2 separate regions of the Gasterosteus aculeatus genome follow, and region 1 is linked to region 2. Evidence: chromatin contacts called from public Hi-C data. All regions are on one chromosome and are shown on one strand. The core of a region is the stretch at or near the end of the contact, and the rest is flanking DNA. Distances in the headings are between cores, read along the strand shown.

The links. A called contact is a pair of places that touch in the nucleus more often than the background predicts.
Region 1: a contact with region 2 is called in a Hi-C map of skeletal muscle, with 3 times the contacts expected there. The contact joins two enhancer-like sites. A contact is called at or near these places in 5 of 6 Hi-C or Micro-C datasets (liver, skeletal muscle, tail fin and 1 more).

What each region holds. Positions count from the first base shown.
Region 1 is chr20:18,883,050-18,889,096 of fGasAcu3.hap1.1, forward strand. ncalda (neurocalcin delta a) reads left to right here. Exons shown (of 6, transcript XM_040164682.2): 3 at 46-456. The coding sequence starts at 79. Among protein-coding and RNA genes, the nearest start is that of LOC120810272, 17 kb to the right of the region's middle. Within about 2 kb of position 1,487, at least 2 of the 9 cell types and tissues checked have open chromatin away from gene starts, as enhancers often do.
Region 2 is chr20:18,705,240-18,710,846 of fGasAcu3.hap1.1, forward strand. It overlaps cep76 (centrosomal protein 76), which reads left to right. Exons shown (of 13, transcript XM_040164250.2): 2 at 479-634; 3 at 868-952; 4 at 1,045-1,269; 5 at 1,345-1,530; 6 at 2,488-2,585; 7 at 2,778-2,906; 8 at 3,183-3,371; 9 at 4,725-4,891. Among protein-coding and RNA genes, the nearest start is that of cep76, 3.4 kb to the left of the region's middle. Within about 2 kb of position 4,237, at least 1 of the 9 cell types and tissues checked has open chromatin away from gene starts, as enhancers often do.

The sequences.
Region 1 (6,047 bases), core at 237-2,736, 180 kb after region 2:
TGTGTTTACTTCATCCTAACAACTTCACCTCCCTCTGTCTCCCAGCTGAGAGCCGAGTGACCGACAGGACGGACAGACATGGGGAAGCAAAACAGCAAGCTCCGCCCCGAGGTGATGCAGGACCTCCTGGAAAGCACCGACTTCACCGAGCACGAGATCCAGGAGTGGTACAAGGGCTTCCTGAGGGACTGCCCCAGCGGGAACCTCTCCATGGAGGAGTTCAAGAAGATCTACGGCAACTTCTTCCCCTACGGAGACGCCTCCAAGTTCGCCGAGCACGTCTTCCGCACGTTCGATGCAAACGGCGACGGGACGATAGACTTTCGGGAGTTCATCATCGCACTGAGCGTGACTTCGCGCGGCAAGCTGGAGCAGAAGCTGAAATGGGCATTCAGCATGTACGATCTGGACGGAAACGGGTACATCAGCAAAGCCGAGATGCTGGAGATTGTGCAGGTGAGTGTGAATGGAGGCAGTAGGACACATACACAAACACACTGATTGTTAAACATCTGTATATGCGGTGCTGCAATTGTATCCATGACACACTCTTTATAGAATAGGAAAAGCAGTACCGGCACTTTAAGGACAGGAGGCATCTCAGACACAGACACTTAGGTGTTAAGATTAATGGAATAAAAGCTGTTTTGGAACCTGTCATTTCCATAACCTCTTAAATGTGACTTTTAACTGGAAATAAAAATGCTGCTCTCCACCATTTCACTTCCCCATATGGAACTACAGCTTCACTTCAATCTCTGTTTGTATATGTTGCTCAGTTGTGGGTCTTTTCAAAGGTCAGCTTGTAGCCTGCATTAACCTGCTGTTTTGTGAGGTACTTGGTTTCCTTCGTCGTGGCCTAATGCAACCTAATTCTCAAAATATCAGGAAGGAGGTTTTGCATTAAATCCCTGTCAGTGTTAAAAGCCCGGCATGCTAAACTGCTGTTATTTATTAACCTAATAAAGGTGAATGTCAACTGAAATGCCCAACGGCCTCTGTGCGCTTTTAAACATTCTAACCAACATCGGATTCCCAGAAGAAAAAAAGATTAAACTGACACAAGCAATTTGATAAAAACCTGCTCATTTTGAAATGAGACATTAGTTCATTTTCTGTTTCTAACAGGATTGAATCCCATGTCTTTGTCCATGGAATGTTTAGCAGCTACACTTAACGTTTACGCTCTAAGACTTGAAAAATGCTGTGCGGTGCAGCAGGGCTCATTGGACTTTATTAAAAGGGGAGAGGGGGAGCTTCTCATGCAGACAGGCTATGAAGATGTACGCTCCACATTTGTGGAGCAGCTAGTTGATAACGTATGTGTCACCTAGTTTCCCTTCCTAATGTGCAGATTACTTCAGCACTTAAGCTCACCAACCAATTGTTGTGGGCTGTGATCTCCCTCTTGAACCCCTACCGGCTGTAGATGTATTATAACGCTGCATCGTTTTGGACAGAAAAGAGGAGGTACGTCACCTGAACAACCAACTGCTGACGAACGCCCACAAACGTGCAGCAACACAAGCTGTCGGAATGTAAGACTGCACTGCTTTAAAACCACAGATTCACAGTGCAGCGTGCTTAATGCTGAATTCATTTGAAAGCATAAGGATTCATCATTTGTCTGATTAGTATATATGTAGTTATATATACTTTGCTCTTCCATTGACTTGGTCGGTATATCATTGTTACACAAGCACACTTTTATGATACATTACAATATGAAAGTACGCTGCATCACATTTGCCCACTTGGCGTAGCACCATGGTTAAATTACCCCCCCCCACTCTCCCACCCCCACCTTCAGTCACTACATGACATAAACCTCTGCCCACTTTCGCCTCGAAGGTGCTGCTGTTCCCAAGGACGGCCGCCTACGTAAGAAAAATGCCGCTCTCTGGCTGTGCGCAGGGCTCATCCGTTGGTATTTCGGTCTTTAATGAGCGAACAAGTGTGTTTGTTATTGCTTTGAAGGCCATAATTAGTGCGGGTTGGTAAGGGCTCAGAGATGTTGTGTAGATGCGATGGAGGCTTTTAAAATGCAGCAGCAGCAGGAGCTGTGTTGCTATTCATTCGATTAGACTCACTCCCCATTCCTCACTGCTCAAGTGCATTTTCAGACAGACACACAGAAGCACATCTACTCCCCCTCTACATTTGGCTAGCTCACTCTCCCCCCTCAGAGCCACGCACCCCCACAGAGAGAGTGCAGGCTTAAGAGGAAAGTTTCAGGCAGCGCTGACTTTTGTAGAGTGACTGCCGGAGTTGAAATTAAGCCTGAGCTCAGGGTCTTTGAATAAAGTCTGCAGCTTAATGTGATCACAGTGAATGTTTCAGCGATATCAGAGGGCAGATAGCCAGTGGATATCTTGAATATCTTGGATATCCTGGTGCGTATCTGTACTTATTTTGTTGCAGAATGATTCTAATAAAAGAGCTCCTCCTGGTGCTTTTGTGAGGTCACACATTTGGAACACACATTGCCTTCCACCCCCCCAGAGTCAAGTCAATACTTGGTAGAATCCCCTTTCTCTGCAACTACAGCTGCATCTCCTTTGGGGTATGTCTCCACTAGCTTCATCTAGAGAAGGAAATGTTTGTCCATTGAAAAAGCTAAAGCTCATATTGGACTTTGACTGGGCGATTTTAAACCATTAGCATGCTTTGATCTAACCCATTCCATCGTAGCTCTGGCTTTATGTTTAGGCTCATTGTCCTGCTGGAAGATGAACCTGCGAGTCTCAAGTCTTTTGCAGACTGCATCAGATTTTCTTTAAGAATAGTTCTGTATTTGACTCAGGAACATTTATTGCCAAAATATATTAGACATACAAGGACTTTGACATGACAGTTGTTGCATAACATTGGACACTAAGACAATGGACAACAAGACAAATAACAAAGTGGCATGTTCAATTTACAAATGTACAATTTAACTACAGTATAAAATAGAAGGTTGTGGGGTAGGAGGTTATAGAATACAAATTTAGAAAGTAATTTAATTAAAAAGTTCAAATTAAAGTGCACTGGCAGGCAGATAACCATACATAACCATAGACAATCACGTTGTGAGTGTATGTGAAATCAAGTGTGTGAATGTGAGTGAGTGTGAGGGGAGTAAGCACAGGCAAAGGGACCTTTTCTTTGTAGGTTTGCGGTTATGCCATATTGTATTCTTTTTTATGGTGCTGCTTGAAATGTTCAAAGCCAGGGATACTTTTTATAACCTTACCTTGCTTCATACGTGGCTACAACTTTATCCCTGAGCTGTTTGGTGAGCTCCTGGGTTTTCATGATGCTCTTTGTTCAGTAAAGCTGTCTAATAAACTCAAAGGCCTAAGGCTGATTAAATAAAATAAAATGAATCTGTAGTTATACCTTGACAAAATGTAGAAAAGTCCAAGGGGAGTGAATTCTTATGCAAGCCGCTCCATCTGTAGGTGCAAGTCTGCATCCCGAGCCTCATCTGTAAGGAATTGACAAAACTTTAGAAATATCGTAGCTCGTAGTGTGGTGGAAGATTTACACAAACAATCGGAAAATAAGAATGTCAAATATGTATTTCTCCGTTTATTTCCTTTCAAGGGAAAAAAGGCACGTGCTCAGTAGACTGCCAAGAATACCTTTTTTTATTGTAGGGCAGTTCTTATACCTCGGTCCAGTTACAGGTGGCATCAACAGACACTTATTGTTACACTACAGCCAGGATACTGGAGACATCTTATCAGTGTGAGACACAGCTCAATACTTTCCCATAGCCACACACACCCAGCACTCGCAATCTATAAACTGTTGTTTATGTTGTACCGTTGTGCTGTTGTACTGTTGGTACAATAACACATTTGATGGGTTACATATATTTTTCCCATTACAGTAACCCTTTACTGTATGTTCCTCTATAAGAAACATTGTGGAAATTATTAATTTATCAATTTTGACACACAGTCATTTTCTTCTCAGAAACCATTTGCCACAGTGACTGAGAGCTGTGGCTCGCTCCAGCTAGCTAATGCTCTCCCTTGCAGGGAGTATGTAAATACTGGTGATTATCATAATTAGCCTGTTGGAGAGACATTCATTGTGATTGATCGTCAAGCAAAACCCCCGGAGAAAGATGGAGGTGTCTAATCCTGGCCGACATCTAACCTCCATCTACCTTGTTTGGTGGAGGAGCAGAGGACGATGATGGCCGTGTAGAAGTGCACCATTCTTGTCTTTGGCAGGTTGAATATCTTCAGCTGCCTAAGGAAGAACATCCTCTGCTGAGCCTTCTTGGTGATGGAGCTGATGTTCAGCTCCCACTTGAGGTTCTGGGTGATGATGGAGCCCAGAAAACGGAAGGAGTCCACAATAGTGACGGGGGAGTCACACAGGGTGATTGGGGAAGGTGGGGCTCTGTTCTTCCTGAGATCCACAACCATCTCCTCTGTCTTTAGAGCGTTGAGCTGCAAGTTGTTTTGGCTGCACCACGACACCAGATGGTCGGACTCCCACCTGTAGGCGGACTCGTCCCCACCAGAGATCAGTCCAATGAGGGTGGTGTCATCCGCAAACCTCAGGAGCTTGACGGACTGGTGACTGGAGGTGCAGCTGGGAGAGTTTGTCCTGCAGCAGAGACGGGATGATGGTGTTGAAGGCAGAGCTGAAGTCCACAAACAGGATCCTGGCGTAGGTTCCTGGGGAGTCCAGATGCTGGAGGATGTAGTGGAGGACCATGTTGACAGCATCGTCCACAGACCTGTTGGCTCTGTAGGCGAACTGCAGTGGGTCCTACATCGGTGAGGGTTTTTAGGTGGGACAGGACTAGCCGCTCAAAAGACTTCATGACTACAGAGGTCAGGGCGACGGGCCTGTAGTCATTGAATCCTGTGATGCTGGGCTTCTTGGGAACAGGGATGATGGTGGAGGCTGCTTTGTGAGGGTTTTGTCTTTTAATGAGCTCGGGGGGCGGTGATACAGAGGCGTGAGCCCCTGACGGGCTGGGCGAAGGAGTCAGGACATTGTCTATCAAATCTGCAGTAGAACTCTACTCTATTCATGGAGTGTGGGGGGGGGGGGGGGGCTTGGAAAGTTTGGGAGGTGTTTAAGGCCTCTCCAAAACCGAAGCAGAGTCACTTGCTGAGAACTGTTTCTCAGAGTACAGATGTTTAGCATCTCTCACCGCCTTGCTAAACCTGTATTTTGTCCCCACTCCTAAATGCCTGATCCTTCTGCAGAGAATGTTGAGTGTCGCTATAAACCAGCATTTGTCGTTGTCGTAACTCACCCTGGTGCATGATGGAACACAGCTGTCCTCACAGAAGCCGATGTAAGAAGTTACAGCCTCTGTGAACTCATCCAGACTGTCGGTAGCATTCCTGAAAACGTCCCAGTCTGTCCAGTCAAAGCACGCCCGAAGATCCTCCAGCGCCTCACTGGTCCACTTCTTAAATTTCCTCACCACAGGTTTGCAGAGCTTTAGTTTCTGCCTGTATGCAGGAATCAGATGGACCATGACGTGGTCAGTGTGTCCCAGCGCAGCAGGAGGGACGGCGTGATAAGCTCTGCTTACTGTGGTGCAACAGTGATCCAGCGTGTTCTCCTCTCTGGTGGGGCATTTAATAAACGGTTTGTATTTAGTGAGAATCAAGACTCAGGTCTTGGAAAGGGTATCGAGTTAACAGCAGTCTGCACCCACACCGCTGTATGCCACCAAGTCCTTTTCACTGTCCCTTTAGACTCTGCCTCTCTACGTCCCTCCGGGTGTCAATTGATGCAGTTAAGAAGGAAAGCAATAACATTTATGGAATGATGACACTTTTCTTCTCACTCTCATTTGAAAAGTGGCCACATAATAGTCTCAGTTTTGTAGCTGTGTTCCTTTTCTTTGTTGCATTTGTGAGGGAAGTGAAGAGGAGGTAAGAGGGGAGACGGAGACAGACAATCATCCAGGGAGGACACAGCAGCTGGCAGGGTGTCAGATGTGAAGAGCACCAAACCAATGAAGAGAACGGTGATGGTCTGTGGACACAAGGGAAGGAAGGATTGCAACTTTATAACACTGG
Region 2 (5,607 bases), core at 2,987-5,486:
GCAGATGAGTAGAGATGCACACATACATGTATGGGCAATACTGCCTGCATGTAACAGATCAGGTCCCCAACCACGGGCCACAGAGAGTGACAATTGACCTGTTATTGTGAAAATGACATACGCTTCTCCCTCTTGACACTTTTTAAATTGATTTTATAACACGACACCGGGTTTGGGACCCGTCCTGACTGGTTATCAGCACCTGTATCACGATGGGACCAATATTCCTTTTGTTTACTTTACATGCATGTGTGACCACAATCTCCGCTCTCACAAGATCCCGAATGAAAACCTTGCACCAGTACCGTCTTACAAGTTTACCGATAATATTAATCATATTTGTCGTGGCGGTGGGGAACCGTCTTTCTTAACAAGGTATTTTGATAAATTGCGGAGCTCTCAGGCATCTGCTTGTCACTGCTGCTGAGGAAAACGTGTACGTGAACGGGAGGTTTATCTGGTCTCCTTTGTCTAAAAGATGGACATCCACGGAAAGATCCGAGAGGTTCTGGCCGCGACTGTGAGGGAGGAGCAGGGCCCGGCAGGGCGACCCCTGTCTGAGACGGATTTCCTGCAGGCTCTGCAGCGCAGGGGCATCATTGAGGATGTGATGAAGGGCCTACACCTTACCCAGGTTGGGCAAAACTCAATGGACAATTAGTCACTCAGTTGCATATTCAACAATTACGCACACAGATTTATTGGATTCTAAACCAAAAGTAAATAATCCTTGCAATCCGTTTTTTTAGATAGTGACATATTAATTTAAACCCGATTGCAGATAACAATTTCTCAACTGTAGAAATCGTTATGAGTTCAATCACCAGCTGACTGAGCTATTTTTGTCATGTTGGTCTGCTTTGGTAGGAAGTCCCAACAGATTCCGAAAGAGGATCCCGTCCTAAGGCTGCTCCTCACCTTGATAACAACAATATCACTCTGCTTGAAAAAAGTAAGAAACGTATTAAGCCAACACACTAGCACGGCCCATTTCCTTTCTCTCAAGTTGTGCATCTTAATGTTGAAGACTTTTCATTCTCTCAGCCGTTATTGACCCGTCCAGGAGGCACTTGTATGTCCAAGTGCTTGGTGGTAAGGCCTTCCTGGAGCATTTCCAGGAACCAGAGCCTTTACCCGGTCAAGTGTGCTCCACATTGACGCTCTACCTGCACTTCCGCAACCAGAGGTTCCGTTCAAAGCCGGTGCCCTGCGCCTGCGAACCTGACCTGAAGGAGGGATTCCTCCTGGAGGTCCAAAGAGATGGAACCGGTACGTCAGTCCGCCTGGCATCTTGTGGTGCTGCGTAATTTGTCAGTGATACAACCTTTTTTTTGGGGAGCTTAGGTGAGGGCAGTAAAATGGCCGACGCCACCGCCATGCTGTCTCTGTGTGACCCGGTTCACATAGTGCTGATCAGGACGGACACCTCCGGTGAGACGGCGCTGGTCTCGTCCTACTTCCTGGACTGGAGGGCGGTCCTCGGCTCGCCCAACGGGAAGACCTGCTTTGCTGTGGAGCTGATGGGCGTTGGTGAGGAACGGTTACTGCAGTGAATGCTGAATTACTAATGTGCTTTAAAAGAAGAAAAAATGATTGTCTCTATGTTAAGGAGTGCGAATGATTCAGATCACTGCTGGAGAATAATACTTTATTGGCTGATTCATAATCCAGAGTCAAATGTTAAAAGAACATTACTTCGAAACAAAGAATCTCTCTTGGATTGGACGAGATGAAATTGCGACGTCATCCTGGCCAAAACAATTGATCAAATTTGCTTAAAATTCATTCTGCACTTAAACACACCGGCATCACTTAACCTTGCATTTAGGTTTGTTGCATCAAAGATGGGTCACAACTTTCTTTACAATCAATAATAAAAAATGGTAATCATAATCCCTAAGTTCTCCTTTGTGTAACGATTATACGATGAATGTGTTTCTAAATAGGTTTATTCACAGAGTGAGTAAGTCGGTGGTGTTTGGCCTGCTCCTTGTCACCAATTCTATTTGTGGTATAAGCACCTCTAAATCTGAGGCTGTGGTTCTCAGCAGGAAACCGATGGATTGCTACCCGAATTAGTGAAGGAGTTCAAATATCTCAGGGTCTTGTTTGCGAGTGAGGGGAAGATGGTGCGGAGTAGAGCTGCTGCTCCTTTGCCTGGAGAGGAGCCAGTGGAGGTGGTTTGGTCATCTGGTAAGGAAGCCCCCTGGGCGCCTCCTTAGGGAGGTGTTCCAGGCACGACCAGCTGGGAAGAGGCTCCGGGGAAGACCCATGACTAAGTAGAGAGATTATATATCTACACTGGCCCAGGAACACCTTGGCATCCCCCAGTCAAAGGGGAAATTTGGGGCTTGCTAGAACAAAAAAAATATTTTACAAAAATTGTGCAACACTAACAGTTGTATCTGTTTCGCAGCAGTAAATCTGTCTGCATATGGTTGTAATATATGTAGCTACTTACCATTTATGTAACCTGTGTGTCTCCAGGAAGTGAATGCAAAGTGCCAGCTGGTGTTCTGACCATCAGTCTAGAGCTCTACCCTCCTCTCACTGAGGCTCTGAGCGCCGCCGTCATCAGCACACAGGTCAGCAGCCCGGAATCTCTGCCACTGCGTTCTATTCGCCCGCCTCTGTGTTCTTGAAACAAACGCATGCAATAAGGACTCATCGATGCTGAGCCTCGATCTTCTGCAGCGCCGATGTGGAGCCAGCATTGTAAGAGAGACAAGGGAAGCCCTGCATGTAGTGACCGACGTTACTGTGTAAATCTCATTCAGCAATCACTGGAGAGGCAGAGGACGGCGGAGAAGGAGAGGCTCTTCTTGGTTTATGCCAAACAGTGGTGGAGGGAGTTTCTGGAGATCCGCCCATCAAACCAATCCAAAATGGTCAAGATCTTTGCGCAGGTTGGTGCAAATAGAACCGCGGTGTGACGCGATTTTGCGTGGTTTGAAGGACATTCGTGTCTCGACTTATTTATTCTTGCAGATAAGAACAGACTTGCAGATATGTGCAGACGCTGTTCCTCAGACCAACCTAATGGATTGGTTTTCCTGCTTTAGTGTGTAGTGGTGTGGGGGGAGGATTGCTCATATTCTTAACCAGTTTAAGGATTATTGAATCCTGAAGTTCTCAAATTCATATCTGCACTAATTCCTCCCTGTGTGTGTTTTTCTCCGCAGGACGAGAACGGCATCAACAGGCCGACTTGTTCTTACGTGCGTGTCCTGCGAGCCGGCCGACTTCTGGAGAGCCCACGACAGGCGGCCCGCTTCGTCAGCCTGCTGGCCCACGAGAAGGCCCCCGTAGTGGGGGGAGGAGGCAAGCAGGAGCAGTGGTGCACGTTAATGGCGTTCCTGTGTAGGGGGAAGGTAAGGAGAAGAGAATGCACCGACTGCTGCTGGATCTGGATGGTCAATGACAACACAAAAGTTCCCATTAAAGCAGGGGTAGGATTTATTTTTGTCCTTTTGCAAAATAACCAGAGCGCCAGCTGTTGAGGATATAAACAAGTGTAGATGTTTGTATTTGTACCCCAAGGATATGGGAATTGTTTAGCAATAGGCTAAACTATCGCAACCTTTTCTCTCCATGTCTCTTCCAGCTAAGCCTTCTGCTAAAGGCTTAACCTTAGCAGTTCACAGAAGGCTAAACTACTAGCAATGTCCAAAACAACACGGGAAACATCACACTCATCACTGAAAAGACTCCCAGTTCCAACTTTCAAATCAAAGGTTTAGAATAGTGTAAAAAGAACCATAATCATGAACGCATGATACAGATCTGCAATGCATGAATGCAATGTAACACACCCCCATCTAACCTCTGCCTGCCCCCGCTAGCTATTATAAAAGCGATTTGTTCCAAGAGTCAGAAAGCGTCACATCAAACTCGGCCCAGCTGCGTTTACATTGACTCCGTTTCTGAGCACAGCCGACGCTGTCATTTCTGAGAAAGAGGGATTTGGGCCGAGTCGACTGACTGATGCCTTTTCATCTCCGCGAGATAGCAGGGAATTTCCCAGACCCACCACAGGATAAATGTTCCCCGCCTCTTCTCGGTGAGCGGCTGGCAGGACAGACACAACGCAACTCTGGCAAAGTGGCCCGTGGCAGCTGTGATTTACGAGTTTCATTCCGGGGGAAAATTAATTTAGCCTCATCAGTCCCCAGCCTGCTCCGAGGCTGCCGTCCATATTAGCACTTCTGGGGAACATCTATCATTGGGACTTGTCAGTAGCCCAGCCAGCATGCGGCGTGCAGCAGCAGCACAAACCCGGCCTCTTTACCGGAAAAGCTGTGCGGGTGGAAGGAGAGTTGCTTACTGCCACAAGCCATCTCCAGCAGACTCTTCATGTCTGCGTTCAACACTTGAAAGGCAAACAGAGCCGAGCAAAGCGGATATTGTATTTCTCTTTAAACAGACTCCTAATTCATCATGCAGTGACATTATGGATTAGACAAGCAGATGGGATGAGGATGCTTGAAATCTGTGTAAATACAGTGGTTTGTAATATGGAAATATGGAAAATAAGGTTTTAGTAAGCATTTGCCATATCAAATCTGAATATCTCATGAACAAATCCTAAAATAAAAAATAAATAAAATACATTTAGGTTAATGCTCGACTACGCCGTTGCACATTTTGCAAGCTGTGCAGCTCTGAACCCAATTGACTTAAAACACAGTCGGTAATGTAGTTGCACATTTCAAACTGGTTTCCAGGGGGACTGCGAGGACCACGCCGCCCTGCTGTGCAGCCTCCTGCTGGGCTTCGGCCTGGATGCGTACGTGTGCGTGGGCACCAAAGCCAAGGGGACGCCGCACGCCTGGGTGCTGACCCGCGGCGCCGACGGGAGCATCACCTTCTGGGAGAGTCTGACGGCACACAGGTCCTCCTTCCTTTACGTCGATGTTCACAGCTGCTTTCTCTGCTCCTCCTCATATTCACATGTCGACGCGACACGTACTACGTACACTGTGTGGGGGATCATGTGAACTGCATTGCATTTATTCTTATTCATTTCACACATTTCAAACATTCTCTTGGCTGGAATGTTTTGTCCAGTAAATGTTCTTTTGTCCTTTACTCACTGATCCTCTCATGAAGATAGAGTTGGTTTTCTGTTACTTATCAGTAGTGACATCCACTTGGTACTTAGCAAGCGGTGTCATCCACGAGCTTTTTTATATCCTAAAATATTTTAGTGGAAATTTGACATGCCTGTTCAAAACACACTTTTACTGTGACACTTTTTTCATTTGAATCCTTCTTTATGTTTTTCTGACTCGGCATTGTGTCTGAAGACAAACAGCTGCTCGTGGATTAAAAAGTGCTTGTTTTACCCACTGAGAGGCTCTGGTTGTGATCATACGTGTCAATACGGAAAGAGGCTTGTCAGGACTTACCGAAATATCCCAAGATTGTGGGAAAGTGCTTAATCCGATGAGAACAGAAAGCCTAGTGTTGTCTAAAAGATTTTCATCGTCATGGTTGAACGTTTGGGTGATTTGAACGAGGATGAGCGTCCGTATTTCTGTATTTTATCGTGCTGCACTAGTTTTTGCTGTTGAGTTGTACTGATAATGGCAATTTAATCACTGGTAA